Regions from separate parts of the Mus musculus genome. Here all the other regions are linked to region 1. Evidence: chromatin contacts called from public Hi-C, Micro-C and promoter capture Hi-C data. All regions are on one chromosome and are shown on one strand. Each heading gives the region's core, a stretch centred on a gene start, on an enhancer-like site or on the middle of the called end of the contact. The rest is flanking DNA. Distances are from core to core; before and after follow the strand shown. Region 1 holds the start of Slc6a8 (solute carrier family 6 (neurotransmitter transporter, creatine), member 8). Region 2 holds the start of Arhgap4 (Rho GTPase activating protein 4). Region 3 holds the start of Haus7 (HAUS augmin-like complex, subunit 7). Region 4 holds the start of Pdzd4 (PDZ domain containing 4). Region 5 overlaps Atp2b3 (ATPase, Ca++ transporting, plasma membrane 3).

Region 1 (3,997 bases), core at 459-2,958:
TGCTCCCAGCATCCTTCTGTGTGTGACCTTGGACAGAGGCCTCCACTCTGGGACTCAGTTTCTCACCCATCACCCAGCTGCTTCAGTTCTCCAGAAATCCAGTGCTGCTTTGTAGTCCCAGGACAGACAAGCACCCACTACTGTTGCTAAGCTGGGCTTAGGCAACTGAGCATGGGATGTGCATGAAGCCTGTCTAGTGGCGGCGCCAGGCGGGCCAGGCCGCAGACATCCCAAGCCTGGCTCAAGCACCCAGTGTTCCAAGCCTGGGCCAGAGGGGAGGGGAGAGGAGAAAAGGGAGAAGAGGGAGGGTAGAGGAGAGTGTGGGGGAGGGACAGAGTGGCCCATTGTGTGTGTGTACGTATTCCTATGTGTACACGTGGGGGGGTCCACACAATGTGTCACTTGTGTGCCTGACCCATGAGGGCAACTAGGGCTCCTCACCTCCTAGAGCCCCCTCCATTGGGGGGCAGGGCTTCCCTTCCCACCTCAGTGGCCAATCACTCCCAGTTTGGACTGGAAGTCTGAGAGGCAGCCCCTCAGTTCATCTGGAAGCTACCCTTGATTGCCTCTCTTCCACACTGCCAGGCACATGACCGGTGAGGGGGGTGGAGGCCGCTGTGCTGGGTCACAGAACGCTTGGTTGGTGAGGGGGCACCATGGCCTCCACCCGCTTTGGGCGGGCCTCCCTACCCTCTGGACTTTGCCCCACTGCTCTGGTGGGCCTGTGGCAGGCTGGGGTTGGAATTGGTCCCTGATGAAAAGCCAGGATGCTCAGGGGCAAGGCACTCACCTCCGCCGTTCTTGTAGCACAGGTAGGGGAAGCGCCACACGTTACCGAGGCCCACGGCGAAGCCCACGCACGACATGATGAAGTCCATCTGGCGTGTCCAAGTCTCTCGCGGTGGCACTGCAAGGCGGCCGCCAGGCGCCCCCAGGCCCGCAGGGCCATCGCCCTTGGCTGGGGCACCGTCGGGCCCGGACACGATGAGAGGACCCTTCTTCTCGTCACCAGACACGCTATAGATACCGTTTTCAGCGCTCTTTTTCGCCATGGCCCCAGCGGGGCCGTGAGGCCGGGCCGGGGGTCGCGGCGCCTCGAGGGTGGCGGGCGGGCGAGGGGGCTCCGGTGGCACCTGGAGAGAGGGCCCCGAAAGCGCGGGCCCGCCCGGGGGCCTCGGGGGCGGCCGGGCCGGGGGACGGGGCGACGGGTGGGCGGGAGGGGTGCGGGACGGCGGGGGCGGCGCAGTCAGAAGCAGTCCACGAAGCACTTGAAAGTGAGCCTGAAGAATCTCATGTGTGTCGGGGGCCCGGGAGCGCGCGGGCGGCGGTGGAGCCTGGCCGGGCGGCGGCGGCTCCCGAGACTCCTGCCCGCGGCTCGGGCGGCGGTGGCGGCTGCAGCGAGGACTGCTCGCCCTGCCGGAGGCTCACCCTAGCGCGTCGCGGGTGGCATCGGAAGCCCACTGTCTGCAAGCGGCGGCCGGAGCAAGGGGCCTGAGGCCCGCGGCCCCGGCCCAGCCCCAAGTGGCTGTCCTGTTCGCTTGCGGCTCTCCTGGCGCTGGCGGCTCCGGTGGTCCCGGGTACGACTAGCCCCCTCCTTCCCGGCGGCGGCGGCTACAGCCGCTCTCCGGGCCGCGGCGGACTCAAAGACTCGCCTTGGCACTCCAACTGTCCCTCTCTTTCCCGACGCGACCCGCTGCTGCTTAAGAACCAACTCCCGGTGATGTCACTGTCGCCCCACCCCCACGACCCGACCGCTCCCCCCCTCCCCCTCCATCCCGCCCTCCCTGTCACTCCGCCTACCTCCTCCTCTAGAGGAGACGCTGCTCCAGTTGGGAGCAGGATGGCTGCTACCTGGGGCGCTGGCCAGCACTTTCTTTTCGTGGGCCGAACCTCCATTCGTTCCAGGATCACCTGGCTCAGGTCGGGTCAAAGTCCCCTCAGGTTTTTCTGAACCACCAGGAAAACGGAGTCTCTAGTTGACCTCCAGACATCCTTAGTCCTTCTCCCTTCTCTCCACTCTTTCTAGCCTGGAATCTCGTTTCCCGGTGGACCATCCTTCACCAAGGTTGTCCTGCCTGCCTAATGTTTCCTCTTCACTTCCCAATTAGGACCTAGGGAGAGTTGGATATCCAGGTGCAAAGTTTCTTGGTCCCTGCACCAAAGTAAGTGCCCTGTGCGATTGCCTTCTGAAGGACTGTCCCTGCGCTGGCCTGGAGTGTGTGTGTGTGTGTGGGGGGGGGGGGGGAATCGTCCTCCAAGAGTTCTGTGGAACTTTGCCAGAAGTACTGAGCTGTCTCAAGACATTTAGGCCTCCTCAAAGATACAGCCTGGAGGCTGAGGATCATGGTATCAGCTTTGTGTGTGATCAATTTCTGTTTGTCTCCAGAGTGGGCAAAGGGTAGCTTGCTTGGTCGAAGATCAGAGTTACAATTTGTCACCAAGGTACAGAAGGGGACTCCATGATAACTCACCTTTTGTCCACCTTTTGCCTGATGTGGGGGTGGGTAGGGCTTGTGATCTATAGATACTGGGGTAAGAATAGGGTGAGGCTGCCCCCTGGTGCCTGGTAGATGTACAGACCCTCCCTCTAAGCTCAGTAACCTGCCTGCTCAGGGACTTCTAGGCCTCTTCATCAGCAGAGCAGCTTCTTGGGAATTTTCCAAGGCCAACACTAGCCTGGGGTGGACTAGAAAGGTGAGGCGTGCCCATTTCAATCCCAAATTCCTTGATCTGATCAGACACCAAAGTCCCCAGATGGCTCATCCCATCAAGCTAAGCCCGCAGCCATCCGGCAGCTTTAGAAAGAAAAGCAGTTCCAGCCAGAGCCAGATTGAGCCTGATAGGTGAGGGAAGGAGGGGCAGCATCTCCACCCAGGCTATCAGGAAGATCTCTCTCTCTCTCTCTCTCTCTCTCTCTCTCTCTCTCTCTCTCTCTCGTGTGTGTGTGTGTGTGTGTGTATGTGTGTGTGTGTGTGTGTGTGTGTATTTGCTTGCTCATCACAAAACCCTAACTTGAGCCATGTTTGTTCCAGCATGGAACCAAAGTCCTCCTGGAGAAACAAAGGCCATAGAAGAGTTACTCATAGTTACTCATAGCACATATATCCTGGAAGATCTGGAGCCATCCAAGGAACAAGGAGAGGGGTCATTTAAGAGAAGAAAAAAGAGGATCCCAAGGAATGAGCACAAAGGACTCCATTGCAGTATAAAGATCTGCAAAGGAAAAGGAGCTGCTACAACAGTTATCTGGATGAGGTTGGGCAGAGTCCAGTCAATAGCAGGAAAATCAGGCTGTAGAAGTGGGAACTGGATATGGGTTCTATTGGGAATTTAAGATCCTGCTTGTCAGTGCCAGGAGTGGTGGCGCACGCATTTAAGCCCAGCACTCGGGAGGCAGAGGCAGGCAGATTTCTGAGTTTGAGGCCAGCCTGGTCTACAGAGTGAGTTCCAGGACAGCCAAGGCTACACAGAGAAACCCTGTCTTGAAAAAGCAAAAAAGCAAAAAAAAAAAAAAAAAAAGATCCTGCTTGTCCAGGGAGCTGGACTGGGAAACAAAGGACGTAGTAGGCTGAGAAACATGTGGGTGAGCTGATGGCACTTTGAGGAGATGGTCACTGCTGTGTGTGGGGAGGTTTGGAGTTCAAGAAGTCAAGACTGAGTGTAAGAGTGAGGGCATCCCTCCATCCTGGGCCTGTGATGAGCATCTGGGTGAAGAGGCCTGCGCCAACCCCAGGTACAGGAACATAAGGAAGTAGTATCATCTCCACGTAGGCACGAAGAGGTACTTTAAGGTATCAGTCACCCACACTTAGGCACCTGGGACTGCCACTGCTTTTCTGGGCTCAGAAGGTAGCCAGGGTGGAGGCAACTGGGAAACAGAAATCAAAGGTCATTAAGGATAACCAATGTGACCTTGAGGATTCCTGGGCCTTTACATCTCAGGGGCATAAGTTTGACAGGTCTCAAGACCTGATTCCATGGGATCCCACTTACCTCT
Region 2 (3,997 bases), core at 1,050-3,549, 240 kb before region 1:
AGAAATCTCATTTTTTTTTTTAAAAAAAAGCCAAAAAGGAACAGGCCAGGTATGCTGGCACACGTCTTTAATCCCAGCACTTGGGAGGCAGAGGCAGACTGAGGCCAGCCTGGTCTCCATAGTAAGTTCCAGAACAGCCAGACCTACATAGTGAGACCCTGTTTCCAAACAAAAGGAACAAGAGCTAAAGGAACAGAAGCAGTTTCACTCATGGCTTCAGATGCCAAGCAAGTGTCCCGAAAACAGCCAGTCACTAAGTTTTCTGTTTTGCTTTTCACTCAGTTTCATGCAAAGGGCTGAATGGGGCACCGTTCAGATTTCTGGATTAAGGACTAAGAATATTTGAAGGCTAGTTCAGTAGCCATTTCTTGTGTGCCTGAATCCTGGTCTGGCTCTGCTGCTTGGATGGGTGACTTCTAAGGATTAGTTAAGGGTCAGAAAGAAGGGAAGACAGGTAGGGTGGGTTGCTTTAACTAATAAAGGCATTGGTGCCTGATTTACTTTAGTATGAGGCACTCTTGAAATAAATGTCCTGACAAAGCAAGTTCATAAGGATGGATGTTCATTCATGTGCTATGAGAACGATACAGGCTTGCTTACCTTGGTGGAAGATTCCAACATTGCTACTTCTGAGACCAGCTTCTGGAAGTCCAGGACTTGGGCTTGCCAACATTTAGCTAGCTTCTAGACCATTTCTTCAAGGTTCTGTGAGCACCAACAGCATCTTAGAGAAGGGCTTTGGTATTGGGAGCAAATGGAGATCAAGAACAAGATTGAACTTGGGAGGCAGAGGCAGGTGGATTTCTGAGTTCGAGGCCAAACTGGTCTACAGAGTGAGTTCTAGGACAGCCAGGGCTACACAGAGAAACCCTGTCTCGAAAAACCAAAAAAAAAAAAACCAAAAACGAAACAACAACAACAAAAAAAAACCAAGATTGAAGCTGGTGAGATGGCTCAGTGATAAGAGCTTTGACTGCTCTTCCAAAGGTCTTGAGTTCAAATCCCAGCAACCACGTGGTGGCTCATAACCATCAGTGATGTGATCTGATGCCCTCTTCTGGTGTGTCGAAGACAGCTACAGTGTACTCACATATAACAATAAATAAATCTTAAAAAAAAAAAAAAAAGATTGAACACAGTTGAAAGTCCAGAACAGTCTTCCCTCCTGCCAAATCTCCATGTCAGGCTTACAAGTGCTCACATGCACTTTGACATCCATGCATGTAAGTACAGGTGTGGATGCCCTTGTATTAGTACCTTCAAGCATGTTTTGTAAGTTATCTTGCCTATCGCCCACAGTCTGTATACCCCAGGGCTTTCTCTCCAATGAACTAAAGACAGATGGCTTGTCACCTGCCTCCTGCCTTCCTAATTGACTAGAAGAGCCTGCTGTGGTTGTGCACATATGCAATCCTAGCCCTTGGGACAGAGGCAGAGTTTGAGTCCAGCCTGGATTGTGTAAAGCCAACCAGGGCTACAAAGTGAAGCCTTGTGAATGAGACAAAACAAAACATGACAAATTAATAAGTAGATCTTGCCTTATGACTTAGAGTTGATGGGGGTGAATAAAATCACCATCATCCTTGGATAAAGGAGGCAGTAGGAGTTGTTTCTAGGCTGGTTCAAAGCCCCCACTGGTATAGGTCCCTACAGGTGCAAGATGGAAGGGAAAAGAGACAAAAATAATCTCTTCCGGCAGCAGGAAGTGGTAACTACCTATGGGGAAATGAGGCTAGTTCTTTCCTTTGGGGCTGAGTAGAAGGGGAACTGTAGCTGAACCCCGCTCCCTCCCCCTCAGGGGGCCCAGGGAGAGCATAAGCCTACAACTTCCCATTCAGCTGTCTGAACTCCCATAGGCCTCACTATGGGCTATGACTCTGGAAGGAGGGTGGCATCTGATGTCCAGGAAGGCTTCAGAGGCAGACCACCTAGGAGCCTGGAGCAGCTATGGTGCCATTGTCCATTAGTATTGAGGGCTAGTGGCCATAGGGGTGTTGTCTGACAATGGGAACCACAGATAGGTTTCTGCAGATAATGAGGAACAGCAGCAGGTGGTCCCAGACATGTTGAGGTTGTCTTGCATTGCTGCTTTATGTTGACTCTTTGGGCTCAAGGTATCTAGGTAGAGGAGCAACTTGTCTCAAGAGAGATGAGCCTGAAAAGGGGTGCCTAGACTTTCAGAGGCCCACCCGGGCAGTGCCAGGTCCAAGTCGCCCCGCCCCTCCGGGGACTGTGCTGGGGGCGGGGCTGGCGGGGCGGGGCCCGCGGAGGGTGCTGGCCTTGGCGCCCCTAGTCCCTGCACTTGGCGGTCTCGCCTCGCTTCCGCGTGGGAGCATTGGGACTCGAAGTCGCGAACGGCCTTGGGCCATGGCGGCGCACGGGAAGTTGCGGCGGGAGCGGGGGCTACAACCTGAGTATGACGCACAGGTCAAAGGTGAGAGGGTGCTTTAGTCCTGGTTTACAGGGGAGACCCCAAGTGTCCGCTGCTGATCTCAGGGGTGCCTGGAGCAGGGTGGAGAAGGGAGTCCAAGCCCTGCTTCTTGAAGCCTCTTTGGCCTCAACTGCCTGCCCAAGCCCTCCCTCTCGCCTCCTTAGCCAACTTGGGTCGCCTGTTGCTCACTCAGGCAGCAATGACTGTGGTAGCCCGAGGGAAGGACAGACTGAGAGGGTGGCTTTCTAGTTGGAGTATAATGGGCCACTTTGACTTTGTTGGTAGCCTGACACCTCACTCTTAACACCACTAGAATCTATGAATTCTTAGCACCTTCACCTCCCTTTGGCACTGTATTAGCTTGCAGGTTTAGGGTGGTTGGTCTTGGGTCAAGCTAGGAGACTGAATATGGGTTAGAGAAATTCAACTGGGATGGCTTTACAGCCTTAGGCTATTAGACCTCTGGATTTGGGCAAACACTTCTATGCAAATCACATGCAAATGAGCTTTGTGAGTTCTTTGCTGACAGCTTCATTTCTTCAGGGTGTGGTAGGTAACTCTTTCACAGGAAAGGAGGCAGTGTCTAACCTCCCTCACCCCCACCCCCACCCCCACTTGCTTGTTGCTTCCAGATATCTTGGCTCTCTTCCTATTTCCAAAGACTTTGGATACAAACACAGTGACTTACCTGTCACAGAGCACAATGGCTCATAAGAGAAGAAATAATATGATCCTTGGAGTTTTCCAACCTGTAGATGAAATTCCAATGTACTTATTTGGTGCAAGCAACTTATAACAAAGTGTATCTTCATGATGTGTTGCTGTTATAGTGGAGAGCATAACTGCCTTTGAAAGTTTGACCCAGACCTCCTCATCTTGGTGTCCAGAGGCAGCTTGAGGTGATTGCAGAGGGTGAGCCAGCAGATGGAGACAATGATTCCATCCTACTTCCTCAAAATGTCCTGAAGCCTAAGGACCTTGAAATGTCTTCAGTCAGCAAACACAGGCCGGTTAGTTCCCATCAAGAGAAATTGGAGTTTGGCCCTAGAATATCTTTTAAATGGCCCTTGCTCACTCAGGGTGTTCAGCCTTTGTGGCTATTATTTCTCACCAGCCTCCCTCAAAAGAAAGTCTTCCAATCATGCTGGAACAGGGGCACTGTTTTGGCACTCTAATTTCTAAAAGGTCGCATAGTCGTGGTTTGGAGGACAATGCATTCTGCTTTGCTGGTCAGCAGAAGTGAGAGTGAATGCCTGGCTCACAGGAAGTGCTAGGGGGCCTGGGTCCCAGCTTTGCAATGCAAATATGCAGGATTTCTCACTCTTTTTTGTCAACTGTTTGTTTGTTTGTTTGTGTGAGTAGGATTGGAGCTTGGTATGTACAGCAGGATAGTATTGAACTCATTATTTTATTCAGGCTGGCCTGGAACTTGCAACATCCCCTGCCTCAAACTTCCAGGGCTAGGAATGACAAGCATATGCCATCACACCCAGATTTTTTTTTTTTACTACATCTATTTTGCTGCAGCCTCTGTGACTCCCTTATTGTATATGAGAGAAGCAGTCC
Region 3 (3,997 bases), core at 1,059-3,558, 210 kb after region 1:
ATCCTGTAGCAGCGTCGTTCTTCCTGGCCAGTTGAGCGCGCGCAACAATCTACATGTCCGCCCTAGTCTCCAGCGGAGGTGCCATGACTGAATAGGAAGGTAGGCTCCCTCCTGCTGCTGTGGCCTCCTCGGTTTCTGTGGATGGACTCTGCTTCTCTAGGCCCAACCTGGAGCTGAGGAGAAAGTTGCTGAGTTGGGGAAAGACCTGCTCAGTGCTTTGGCTCCCTGGGACTGGGTGGAGAAGGAGGATTTTCTTCCAGAATACACAGGGGTTGGTTTCTTTTCCGTTCCTCAGGAGCAGATTCTGGAGCAGAGGCTACGGGAAGGGTGGAGGGAGGCAGCCACACTACAGCGGTTTCTCCCGCCAAATTCCCCAGTCCTAGGAAAGATCCACAGGAAAAACCCACAAGAATTTGAATGTCTGGGTCATGATTGAAATGAAATTTTCTTCTTTTTTTAAAGGAAGAAAAAACAAAAACAGAAAATGGCAGGAAAAAGTAAAACTTGACCAAACAGAAAGTAAAATGGAAAACAAGCAACCAAAAGCCCCTTCTCCCCTTGTATTCCAGAAAAGGTCCGAGGTCGCAGCAACCTTGTGGAGGATAGAAATACTAAATACTTTGCAAAGAATGGAGCCCCTGAACCAAGTTTCTAGGCCTTCCTCTACTCAGATTTTTTTCAGCTGAAATTGGGAGGCTCTGAAGAGCTTGATATTATAAGGAATTAGGCCCTGGCTCCTCAGCAGGGCCAGTCTGAGGGCCCTTTCCTGTTACCCCCAAGCTCTTGCCTACTCCCTCCTTCCAGGATTCCACTGAGAGACCTCTCCAGTTAGAGGACTTCAGTTGCCTGCTAGCAACAACTCTCCCTATGTGTGTGTGTGTGTGTGTGTGTGTGTGTGCGCGTTCCCACACATATATATGGGAAGAGTATGTGAGAGTATACAGGCCAAAGGTCATTGTTGGGTATCTTTTTCAGTTGTTCTCTACATTATTTTTAAATATTTATTTTTATGTGCATGCGTCTTTATTTGCATTTATGTCTATGCACCATATGCATGCTGTGTTCAAGGAGTTTAGAAGAGGGCTTTGGGTCTTCTGGAACAGGAGTTATAGCTGGTTGTGACCTGCCACATGGGTACTGGGAACTAAACCTGGGTCTTCTGCAAGAGCACCAGCCATTAAGATTTCTTAATGGCTGAGACATCTTACTTTTTGAAACAGGGCCTCTCACTGAATCTGAGATACAGAGTTTTTTTTTTTTTTTTTTGAGACAGGGTTTCTTGGGTTTCTCTGTGTAGCCCTGGCTGTCCTGGAACTCACTCTGTAGACCAGGCTGGTCTCAAACTCAGAAATCCGCCTGCCTCTGCCTCCCAAGTGCTGGGATTACAGGCGTGTGCCGCCACAACCGGCTACAGAGAGATTTTTAAGCGGACTGAGTGGGAATGAGACACAAGAGCATCCATGAAAGCCAAAGGTAGGATGGAGATGTGGGGCCTGGTCAGCATAATGATAACAATGAACATTTACCTGTCAGACTTCACCTTAGGAATTTCATAGAAATGATTGCTTCTTTTCATCTTCATTTGTAAACCAATGAAGTAGGTGCTCTCATTATCCAACATTTATTTGAGGGCAAGGAAGCACAGAGAGGTTAGGTAACTGGCCCAAAGTTTTCTGGGTGTGGTAATGCTTACCTGTTATCACAGTGCATTGAAGGCTGAGGCAGGAGGATCACAAGTTTGAAGTCAGTCTGGGCTACAAAGCCAAATCCTGGTTCAAAGTTCTCCAAACAAAACAGACCACACAAACCAAAACAAAAGTCACACAGCCTGTGATTGGCAGAGCCAGATTTGAATTTAAGAACTTTCCCTCTGACTTTGTGTGCAAAGGAGACAAGACAGAACTTTGGGCCGAGAAATGGTCTTAGTTTTTCTATCAAAGCTTGCCTTCATCAGTCAGGATCCATCTACTGCCAAAGAGAACCTGAACAAGGTAGGAGCGCCTCCTCCTGGATGAGCCCGACCTCTTTGAGTCCCTCACTTCTGCCTCTAAAAGGAGCTACTCAGCTTTTGGTTAAGTCCTACTCGGCCCGCCTCCTCCTCTCTGCCTCTCCCCTCCAGCCCCGCCTTTAGCCCGCCTCTGTCCTATCCTCGCCCAACCCTCTTCTCTGCACCCTGCTCCCTGAGGTGCGCGCAGGCAGTGACAGAGCGGCAGCCCAATGGGAAGGCTTGTTGGAAAAGAGGGTGGGCCTTTGTGACGCCCGTCCCGATGGTTGGCTTCGCTCCTGCCGCGCGGGTTGGTGGGCGGAGAGACCTAAGAAACTGGTGAGCTTTTAGCAGTGTGGCGGCGGCCTGTAAGCTTGGGGGGCGTGAACCAGTTGTAGTTCAGAGCGCGAAACATGGCGGAGGAGGGTGCCGGTGCCGGGTCTGATGACAGCTACTACAAAGATGTGGGTGATGACTGCGTGGTCAAGGCAGCTGTAGAGGTGTTCGAGAAGCTGAAGGTACTGTGAGCCAGGGGAACCGCTCCTTGATAGGGGACCAGGTGGGGCCCCGTCCCAGTGCCATTTGGAGCTTCCTGTGGACATTGACCGCACCACAGGGGTCCACAGTGGCAGGCCCTGGCAAAGCTTTGGGGGGGGGGGCGACTTGCGGACCATCTGTCTTAGGTCTTTGGAGTCCTCGGACCTCTGCTCGTGCTGTTCCAACAGACCATTGCAAGATTGAGGCTGGGGACTTGGAGCCCATGAAAAATGGAGAACGCGGGCCCCAATCTCAAAGAGCTGGAAGTGGGTGGAGTTGGGTTTGAGGGGACAGATGGGCTGAACACCTTGCCGTTTTGTTGGGTCAGAGACAGTGACCTCCAGGTGGGTTTAAGGTACATGCAGCAGTGAGGAGCATGACCGTGTAAAGTTAGGGAGCTATCCCAGGCCCATTGAACCCCTTGCTAACCTCCCTCCCATCTCCCCTTGCTACTGACTCAGTGATCACTTTCAGTCTCCCTCCACTGCCCCTCAGATTTAATCGTAGTCTTCTTAACCCATTCTCAGGCATGTTCCTAGTTTTATGGCCGTGAAACCCAGAGGGAACACACTTAAAAGTGGTGGGGCAGCAAGTCACAGGAGCAAATGTAGGGTGAAGATGAGGGACTTGAACTTTTGACAAGGCCAGGAAGGGGCACAAACTGATAGAAATGCTTAGCCACCCCACAGTAACCGGCTTCCTCTGACTTGCCTTTTCCTTGTTTAGGGTGTAAACTGCCCCTTCCTCGACGGCCTGTATATTACAGAACCAAAGACAATTATGGAGCTGCTGTGTAGGCCCTCAAAGTACCGGTTGGACATACTGGAATGGATGTGTATACGGTAATGCTCTTTGTTCTTTCCTTTCCATGAAGTGTCTTCTGGGGGAGATGGGAATGTGTCATTTTAGAGGGTCCCATAACCAAGCCAGCTCCAGGAAAGCTAACTGAGCCATGACCAAGATGGTGGGGAGGTGGCCCTGGCAGTACAAGATGGACTTTAATGAAAGCCCTTTCTGCACCAGGCCTCCTGGGCTTTTGATTGTGTTGAGGCTATATGATGTGGTTCTTGTCACTGAGCTCTGATTACTGTCAGCTTGGACAGCACCTGATGATCAGAGAGGGACGTTGCCCAGAAACCCAGTGACAGAAACGGGCCTTCTAGATTGTTTCCCTTCTTTTCTACCCCAACTTGCAAAGAACAGAGGTTTTTCTTAGTCCATCCTGAGGGCAGTGCTTCTAGGACAGCCTAGGCCTTTTCAGTGGAATGGAAGTTGTTGGAGTTTTTCCTTGCAGTTTTCTGTGGAACCAGTTCTGTCCAGCTAGGAGCTCTCAAGGCCAGATGCTTACTCGAGAGCCTCATTGTTGAGCTTATCTGTGTGCTTAACCCTGAAGGCCAGGGCTGCACAGCCAAGTCATCAGAGCTTCTTTTACTATAGGGGCCTTCTAGTGTCTTAAAATAGAGCTCAGCAAGGCAT
Region 4 (3,997 bases), core at 621-3,120, 150 kb before region 1:
CAGGTACTTAGGACATCCAAGAGTCTATAGCTGAGTATTATCAGGCCTATCAAGTTCAAGATAGACACACATTCAGGTCAAGTCCCAGGCCCAGTTGGGGTCAAGAGGCCTCAACAACATATGTGAACAGGTAATTTAGTCCCCATGCCACCTGCTTCTATGGTCCTGCCATTTCTCCTAAGCTCATACACATGAACTCAGGCAGGGGCTCAATTGCAATCTAGTTCCTTTATGAGTTAGCTCATGTCAGGATAAAGAAAAGCATGCTGCTGATCTGAGGGATATTTGGGAGGGAAAGCCTCCATGGAAGCCATACCCTTTTGTAGAGGAAGAAATGGCCAATCCTGCTAGGTAGGTAGTAATAGCTCATACCTTTAATTCCAGCACTTGGGAGGCAGAGCAGGAGGATCTCTGAGTTGGAGGCCAAACTGATCTACAGAGCAAGTTTCAGGACAGTTATAGCTACATAGAGAAACCCTGTCTTGAAAAAAGAAAGAAAGAAAGAAAGAAAGAAAGAAAGAAAGAAAGAAAGAAAGGAAGGAAGAAAGGAAGGAAGGAAGGAAGGAAGGAAGGAAGGAAGGAAGGAAGGAAGAAAGACTTGTGCTAAGTTCTGTGGGCTAGGCTGGGGGAAAATGTTTTTGATGACTGGTCAGGACCTTGGTGAAATACATACAATTAGAAGGTAAAAAGATTTGGAGAGGATATTTCTAAGAGACTGCTCTTGAAGTAAGGTGATCTAGATCTTATGCTGTAGGCATGAGGAAGCTCAAATTACAGGGCAGAGGGGGCTGTTGTGGCAGTAACCATGGTGGAAGGACTAGGGTCCATCTCCTCTCCCCGGGGCTGATCTAAACACAGTGCCTCCCATCCACAGACATTTGTACTGAGCTCTCAAAAAGGGTATTCCTCAGGAAGATCTACTGGTCATCTCCTGAAAGGCTCAAGTTTTGCTTTCTGGGAAAGACAGTTTATAAGCACTCATACTTCCTTTCTGGATTTCAGGTTATTCCTATTTCTGTCTTTTGAACCAAAGTGGGGGTGGAAAGGAAAAGTATTGAAGCAGCCTCCCCCAATACTGTTAATTAAACATTTCTATGCTGTTATAAATCCCCTCACTCGCCAGAGCCTGGAGATAAAGACCAGACAATTTTATCAAAGGATCTTCTGCAGGTAAGAGGGCTAAGCAGCTCTCTCAGGCAGCCTCTGGGAACCTAGCTTTCAATCGGTCATTGTTATCTAGCCAAAGGCCATCTTTTCCTCTGGTTTATCAAGAAGAGGGGCAGCCTGTGGGAGGGAAGAGGCTAAAGGAGAAGTGTGAGGAGGGAAGGCTGGAACTGAGAAACAGACAGCGGTTTCAGTGCAAGCAAGGGGGGTGCCCATAAAGGCCCCAAAGAATGAGGCTTCTCTGTAGTTCTCTTGCCACCTACAGCACCCCCACGTTTTTCTTCTAAACAAAGGTATCCGTTTCAGAGATAGCAAGGGAATGGCTCAGTTAAAGCAGGGAACCAGTCTTTAAAGAGAGACAGAGGAAGGAGTACAGACATTGGGGCTGATACATTTAGAACCTGGGAAAGGGGTGAAATAGCCTCTCCTTGAGACCAAGGCCCTGAACTCTCTTCAGGAGTCCAGGGAAGCTTCTTCTTCAGACAGGATCCTCTTTTCTCAGGGACACACCTAGCAGACAGGTCCACTAGACACCTCGCCCTCGGACATTGGCATTATCTGGTCTCAGGGACTCAGGCCCCGCCCTCAGCTCCCTGCGCCGACTCCTGAGGCCCCCTGCCGCTCCCGCCCGCACCCAGCCTCTGCTTCTCCCACGCGCGTGCGCCCCTTCTCCGCACACCTCCCCCGCTGTTGCTGCGGGCGCGCGCGCGCGCGTTCCGGTGTTCCAGGCAGGAGCTGGAGACAAGCGACCGGCTGTGGGCCAGGCTCTGAGAGAGCGCCGTGAGCTAGAGAAGCGGGACCCTGCGAGGCTACAGCTGGCGTGGGCCTGGCCGCCTCTCCGTCGGCGGGCCGGGCCACGTCGCCAAGCCCAGAGGCTGGACTCCCGGGGCTGATGGCCATGGGCGGGAGCTGGAGACGACAGCGGCAAAGGCAGCGGCAGCGGCCGGCCCCGCGGGCGGGGAGCCGTGTGGCCCACGGCCCCTGACAGCCCCTGACGGCCCCGGCGGGCAGGCGCGCTCCCGCGCCTCCTGGGGTGGGGGGGCCGTAGCCAGGCAACGCCCGGCGCGCCCGCCCATCCCCCGCCGCCCTTTTTTTCCCCTGGCTGGGTGCGAAGGAGCATGCCTGTGTCTGGCCTCGGCCAGCAAAGAGTTAAGTCGAGAGGCTTGGAGCTGCCTTCCTCTTGGGGGCGTGCCCCCCTCCCCCGCTAGGCGGCTCGGCCCCCCGGGGTAAGGTATGGCCCCGGGCCCAGGCCCGGGACCCGTGGTCCCACGCACTGGCCAGTGAAAGATACCTTCCTCTTCCCGCTCTCCTCTTTCCCTCGCCGGCCAGCATCATGGGATGTAATATGTGTGTGGTCCAGAAACCGGAGGAGCAGTACAAAGTGATGCTTCAGGTAGGGCGCCTGGGCTGCTGGGGAGAGGGTCGCAGCCGGACCTAGGAAAACTGTAAACCCCGAGGGGGAGGGCCAGGTAGAGTCAAGAAAGGCAGGTGTGGGAGGGCGAGAGGGCTCGAGAGAAAAAGGTAGGGAGCTGATCTCGCCCTCAGATTATGGGTTGCTGGGTGCTGGCGCCCTGTGGGAACCATCCAGGGATGGAAGGAACTGGGTGAAGAAGATATGTAGGTGTTCAAGGCACATCACCTGGCACTCCGAGTGCGTAACGACCACTAACCATGTGTCCAGATCAGCCCAGGTGGGAAGTTAAGATTCTGTCCCGGGACAGTGAGGCGCTCAGTGGCCCGCGCGGGATGGAGGTTGCATAGCAACGGTCTGGATTCCCGGCACATGGTCCCAGGGTTGGAGCCTGACCCAAAGAAGCAGTGAAGTGCCTGCGGGACAGAGGCCGAATCCCGGGCCTGGCAGGCCAGATTTAAAACGTCGTCAATGGAGCTGGGTTTGAGTACCCATTTTCCCATCCACTCTCTAGACTAAGTCACGACTGTCGATTTCAGGGCCTCAGGCATTTTGGGTGAGTGGGTGACGCGGGGATCGATCGGTGGTGCCCAGCACGTGCTCTGCCTGTTGGCATCCGCTTTGGCCTGTTGGGCCTTGAGGACAAGGAGGGTGTTGAGAGCGACGCGTGCGGGGCGGCAGGAGATACCCTGCTGCCCGCTTGCACCTTGAGCCACCTTCTCAGCCACGAGTGGGGTTTCCTTGCCTGTGCGTGGCGTGACTACGTGAGTGCGTGCCTGTGCCCCGTCTGTGTGTGCGCCGAGGCTTGCCAGCCCCGCGCGTCTATACTTTCTGTGTGTGCACCCTGAGAGTACTTTAGTGAAATGTGTCCAGGATGATGTGCACTGAAATATACTAGGGCTGAGTGTAGAGAAAAGAGGGAGTCGGGACCAGGAGCCAAAGTGGGAGCAGACAGGTGAGTCTAGTGACTTGTGCCCCAGCTATTGAACTTGTTGATCAGAACCAGGGAATTAGTGCGCGCAGGTGTTGGCTGGGGGAGAACCTGTAGGTTCCTGGATGAATAGAGGAAAAACCTTCAGGAACGTGGCGGGAGTAGAAGGGGAGATTGTGTCAATCATAGTAGTGTAGTGGTATTGAGGTGGCCTCGGGAGCCCAAAATTTTTGCTGTGATCTTACCTTCTCTATTAGAAAGAATAAGAGGTAATGTGCAAGAGAGGGTGGGCATGGAGGGCCAGGTTGGGGGTGGTCTTGTCCAAGCCTGCTGGCGTTTCTGGTCTTCTCTATTTGACTATGTGTGGTCTCCTGTTGTCTGCACAAAGCCAAACAGACCACATCAGTGTTGTTTCTCCTCTCTTGTTCCTACTGTTTGAAGTTCTCACCTGCTCAATGCCACACCTATTGGAATAAGACTCTGAAATTAAG
Region 5 (3,997 bases), core at 448-2,947, 130 kb after region 1:
CCCCAGCATAGCCTCACAAGAGATTTATGAGCCATTCTTAGTTGGAATTTTTCTAGTCATTGGTTCTAAGCTCTTCCAATCAAGAACCTAAGAGCAAGTGACAACATGCAGGGATGCCAGATATAGCCACATGTTGAAGAGGGTGAACAAAGTTGGTTACCTTTAACCAGAGTATGTTTATCAGTGGGAGATGACCGGGCAAGCACCCGCAGCTTGGGCCACACTTTGTCCAGCCGCTCCTGTTCAATCTGGAGGAAATAAGAGAGACATCAGAGTCTAGACTGCAGACAGGCACTGTGGCTGGGATGACTAGGAAGCTAGCAGAGGGATGGGGAAAGCAGAAGCTCAGGACAGAGATGCAGGGAGCTACCTCGCCTTTCTCATTTCGAATTCTTCTGTTGAATTCCTTCCCCTCCAGGCACAGGAAGTCCTCTCCTGGCTGGATGATGCCACACTTAGCTGCAATAGCCCGGGCAGTGTTGATGTTGTCTCCAGTCACCATACGGACTGTGATGCCAGCACGCTGGCATTTTCGAATGGCTTCAGGGACCTGGGAGATATAAGAGTGATGGGTGGGGCTGGCAAGACAATCCCATATTTTGTGTTTGGAACAGATCTTCAGGATCCCAAGTCCCAGCAAATCTATCAGTACAGTGAACCCTATGGTTCCAGTTCAGGGTTCGTGGAGTGTGGTGTGAAGGAGTTCCGAGGATGGTCTACAGTGGGCAGGTACTCTCCCCAGCCCACTAGCCAACTGTCTCCTGCCATCTCCTTCACTGTGCCTGGCCACAGAAATGAGCAGATATATAGACCTAGCTATGAATGTTTCCCTCTCTTGTCTAGTTTGTTTTTGTTTTTGTTTTTTTTTTTTGATATAGAACTCAACTATTTTCCTCAGGAATTAATCTTTGTCTCAGCTGTAGATTTTACACAATCTATTCACTAGAGGATGTGGAACATTACTTGGGGTTACAATGCATGCATTTCTTTTTCAAATAGTATAGCATTCTAGAACTAAGGAGAAAGAAAGAGAACTTCCAAGCACAAAGCACAAAACAAGCCAACAGGGTGGGAAGCCATGAGACCAGCCTAGGGGTTTTAACATCATTCCAGTAGTGGACAGATGGAAAGGGCAGTTTCCAAACATGATATGTGTGGCTCTTCAGGCCCTGGGGATGCAGAAGGGACAAAACAGGCAAGATGGAATAGCATAGGTGGGGAGGAGGGCCAGTTCAGAGTTTGAAGAATTGAATGAGGCAAGGCCTAGGTCTGTGAATTCTTTAGTGAGTTCCCTTCGAACCTGAGGAGGAAAGAATGTAGGAGGTATCTAGATCTAGCCTATTCCCCTGGCCTATGGAGACTAGAGAAGGTAGGGTGGGCACAGATGGACAGAGCAGTTTGGGGATAGCCAGTAAGCAAATAGAGGGTGGTGAGCAAGAGCAGAGGAGTCTCTACTTAAGGCTTTGACAGTGATCCAATAATCAAAGGCAGAACTGTCAAGTGATAGGGAAGGACAGGCCTTGAGCAAAGTCTAGCTGTGATAGTTCACCCTCCCCACCCCCACCCCCGTGTGTGTGTGTGTGTGTGTGTGTGTGTGTGTGTGTGTGTGTGTGTGGTGTCTCCTTATACTAAATCTCAAGAACACATCCTGTTCTCTTAAGGTCTTAAGGTGCTGCATAAGACCTTCAGTAAAGAGAACTTCCTGTCAATCAGGAGAATGAGGCAGCTCTTCAGCTTCATTTCCCAAAGTGGCTGGAAGCCTTCTTCTCTGCTGCTGCCAAGTGACCATAATGAGCCTAAGAGCTAGGAGCTTGGCAAAGGTTCACCCCAGAATCCAGGTGCAGCCACTACTCCAAGGCCTACCCACATATGCAGTCTCTAAGCTCTTAGTCCCCTAGCCAGGTGGTAGGAACACTTCCTCCAAAGGATACCCTCCTTTGTAGAGCAGCCTGTTCCCTCCTTGTCTATTGTGACCCATTCCCTATCTTATCAAGCCCCCCATATCACAGCAGGGAGTAGAGGCCTGTAGAAGTTCCCAGGTCCACTCCAGTCCATCTGCTGGACTTTCTGTGGACATAGTTCTCTGTCTCCCTCTGGTGGCTATCCTGTACTTTCCAGAGCCCAGCAAATTTGACTAAGACCCATGGAGGTTTCCCTTGTGCTTGCCTCAGAATCAGGACTTGATGTCAGGTCTCCCCAGTAACTTTATGGCGGAACTCCCTCTCAAGCACGTTAAGCCACAGAGGAACTGACCTTTTCCCTTGGACCGCTGAAATAGGCTCTTCGTGTCCTGAGTTTCTACCCTGAACTCCCCAAGGTACTCACTGAGGTTGGGTCCTCGTTATATCTTTCTCAACATGTATCTGTGTTTCACATTTTCTGAGGTGAAAATCTTCAAAAATATCACTGCACAGCTGGCTCCAGGGCTCACTCTGCTGCCAGCCCAGTCCATCCCCAACTGAGTACAGGGGTGTTCTGCTGAGAGTGACCCATGTCTACTCTTTACATTCAGGGAGTATTTGTTTTAGAACTGAGTGTCTTTGCTTTGTGATCCTTTATGCACAGCTTCTTTCTCATCCCCTGTCAGAGCCAAAGCTCAGGCTAAAGGGCAGGATCAAGTAGTCTAACATGAGGTGGATACCAACAGACAGGGCTGGGAAGATAGAGGGCCCTTTCACACTATTTTCTTGAGGATCTCCCATCTTTAAAGACCAACAAATATAACCATCACACAAAAAGTGCTCAAGTCAAAGGCTTTAGGGACTTCCCAATGTCAAGGCCACCACAGACATCCCTTTTGATTTTGTGTTTGCTTCAGCCACATGATCCTTGAGATCTACTCCCCCCCCCCCCCATTTTGCCTCTATCACAGCTGCAAACTTCCATAGGTTCCACAGAATTCCCATAGGTCAAGGACAAGAGAGCTTGGCAAGGGGATCAAAAGCACTAAGGAAGCGCCCATGGCCTTGAGAGACTCCAAGTCTCTGTTTTCCATGCTGCTTTATCTATAAATAGGACAGAAAGAGGTGTAAGATCTAGGAAGGTGGGAGAAAGAGGCTCTTGCCATGTGTGTTTGTGTTCCAAGCCTACGGTGTGCAGATCCAGTGTGGAAAAAGCTACCCTGCTACCTACTGGACAACCTTGAACCTGGGGAATAGTTACTACAGCAGCTTCCAGAAAGAGGGCAGCTACCTCAGGTCGCACAGGGTCCTCGATGCCCACAACAGCTATGCAGGTAAGGTCACCAACCACCTCATTCTCATTGTCCCAATCAGGCTCCTGGATAGCAGAGAAGTCCCTGTAGGCAATGCAGATGGTGCGGAGGCCATCACAAGCCATAGGCTCAATGATCTTCTTCACCATATCATCCCGGTCCCGAGGACGAAATCCTCGGAGTTCACCATTGCTGTTTAAGATGTTTGTACACCTGGGGCAGGGCAGGGGTAGTGGGGTAGGTAGGGGCAGGGAGTGAACAAAAGGAAACAGTGCCAGTCATACTGGATTAGGATGGGACCTTAGCCAATGATATTATTAAAAAACCAACCAACCAACAAACACACATACAAAAAACAGGATGCAGAGGTGCGCAGACAGGGGAGAAGACCATGTGATCACAGTTGAGAAACTGGGGGGATGCAGCTGCATACTAGCAGCAGAACTTGGGAGAGGCAAACAAAGATCCCCTCTTCCCACCCTAAGAGAGAGCACACAACTTAGACCACACCTTGACTTTAGGTTTCTGGCCACCAGGAATTTGAGGTAATAAATTTATGGTGTGTGTGTGTGTGTATTTGTGTAAAAGCCAGAATGAACTAGATTATTGTTCTTAGTTGTTATTTGTTTGTTTTGTTTCTGAGACAGTCTCTCCCTGACCTAGAGCTTGCCAAGTAGGGTAGGCTAGCTGGGCAGAGAGCCTCAAGGAACGACCTATCTCTGCTCTGGTTTACCAGGGTTGGAATTACAAGATTTTTACATGGCTTCTGGGCAAAAACACTAC

What was found. A called contact is a pair of places that touch in the nucleus more often than the background predicts. Capture Hi-C pulls out chosen DNA fragments and counts their contacts.
Region 2: a contact with region 1 is called in a Micro-C map of embryonic stem cells, with 2.3 times the contacts expected there. The contact joins the promoter of Arhgap4 here to the promoter of Slc6a8 in region 1. A contact is called at or near these places in 15 of 39 promoter capture datasets (the 3T3-L1 cell line, 3T3-L1-derived adipocytes, the SN4741 cell line and 9 more), 1 of 15 datasets of contacts at CTCF or cohesin (embryonic stem cells), 9 of 484 Hi-C or Micro-C datasets (3T3-L1-derived adipocytes, embryonic stem cells, muscle stem cells and 1 more), 20 of 115 datasets of contacts at active chromatin or transcription factors (the 230-238 cell line, the NIH/3T3 cell line, T-cell acute lymphoblastic leukemia and 9 more) and 4 of 9 other capture datasets (adipose tissue, embryonic stem cells, liver and 1 more).
Region 3: a promoter capture Hi-C map of adipose tissue shows a contact between it and region 1. The contact joins the promoter of Haus7 here to the promoter of Slc6a8 in region 1. A contact is called at or near these places in 13 of 39 promoter capture datasets (the 3T3-L1 cell line, 3T3-L1-derived adipocytes, the C10 cell line and 8 more), 7 of 484 Hi-C or Micro-C datasets (CD8 T cells, cardiomyocytes, embryonic fibroblasts and 3 more), 2 of 115 datasets of contacts at active chromatin or transcription factors (embryonic stem cells and memory CD8 T cells) and 3 of 9 other capture datasets (adipose tissue, liver and macrophages).
Region 4: a contact with region 1 is called in a promoter capture Hi-C map of adipose tissue. The contact joins the promoter of Pdzd4 here to the promoter of Slc6a8 in region 1. A contact is called at or near these places in 11 of 39 promoter capture datasets (the 3T3-L1 cell line, the C10 cell line, cranial neural crest and 7 more), 1 of 484 Hi-C or Micro-C datasets (embryonic stem cells), 2 of 115 datasets of contacts at active chromatin or transcription factors (both in embryonic stem cells) and 3 of 9 other capture datasets (adipose tissue, liver and pancreatic islet).
Region 5: a Hi-C map of bone marrow-derived macrophages shows a contact between it and region 1, with 39 read pairs. The contact joins the enhancer-like site here to the promoter of Slc6a8 in region 1. A contact is called at or near these places in 7 of 39 promoter capture datasets (the C10 cell line, the HPC-7 cell line, cranial neural crest and 3 more), 7 of 484 Hi-C or Micro-C datasets (the AML12 cell line, the C2C12 cell line, the MPC-11 cell line and 3 more), 3 of 115 datasets of contacts at active chromatin or transcription factors (bone marrow-derived macrophages, embryonic fibroblasts and extraembryonic endoderm stem cells) and 4 of 9 other capture datasets (adipose tissue, liver, macrophages and 1 more).

The regions. Positions count from the first base shown.
Region 1 is chrX:73,670,844-73,674,840 of GRCm38.p6, reverse strand. Slc6a8 (solute carrier family 6 (neurotransmitter transporter, creatine), member 8) reads right to left here and starts at 1,708. Exons shown (of 13, transcript NM_001142809.1): 1 at 791-1,708. The coding sequence starts at 1,052. Gm32261 (predicted gene, 32261) reads left to right here and starts at 539. Exons shown (of 3, transcript NR_166888.1): 1 at 539-812; 2 at 2,027-2,162; 3 at 3,033-3,997.
Region 2 is chrX:73,909,600-73,913,596 of GRCm38.p6, reverse strand. It overlaps Arhgap4 (Rho GTPase activating protein 4), which reads left to right and starts at 2,299. Exons shown (of 22, transcript NM_138630.2): 1 at 2,299-2,434. The coding sequence starts at 2,368.
Region 3 is chrX:73,457,340-73,461,336 of GRCm38.p6, reverse strand. Haus7 (HAUS augmin-like complex, subunit 7) reads left to right here and starts at 2,308. Exons shown (of 10, transcript NM_028633.3): 1 at 2,308-2,502; 2 at 3,248-3,363. The coding sequence starts at 2,398.
Region 4 is chrX:73,822,842-73,826,838 of GRCm38.p6, reverse strand. It overlaps Pdzd4 (PDZ domain containing 4), which reads left to right and starts at 1,870. Exons shown (of 8, transcript NM_001029868.2): 1 at 1,870-2,557. The coding sequence starts at 2,498.
Region 5 is chrX:73,541,616-73,545,612 of GRCm38.p6, reverse strand. Atp2b3 (ATPase, Ca++ transporting, plasma membrane 3) reads right to left here. Exons shown (of 21, transcript NM_177236.4): 12 at 3,193-3,427; 13 at 371-550; 14 at 161-248. Among named protein-coding and RNA genes, the nearest start is that of Gm52443, 39 kb to the left of the region's middle. Within about 2 kb of position 1,697, at least 2 of the 459 cell types and tissues checked have an H3K27ac peak or open chromatin away from gene starts, as enhancers often do. A contact at or near this core is called in bone marrow-derived macrophages, where this site is marked.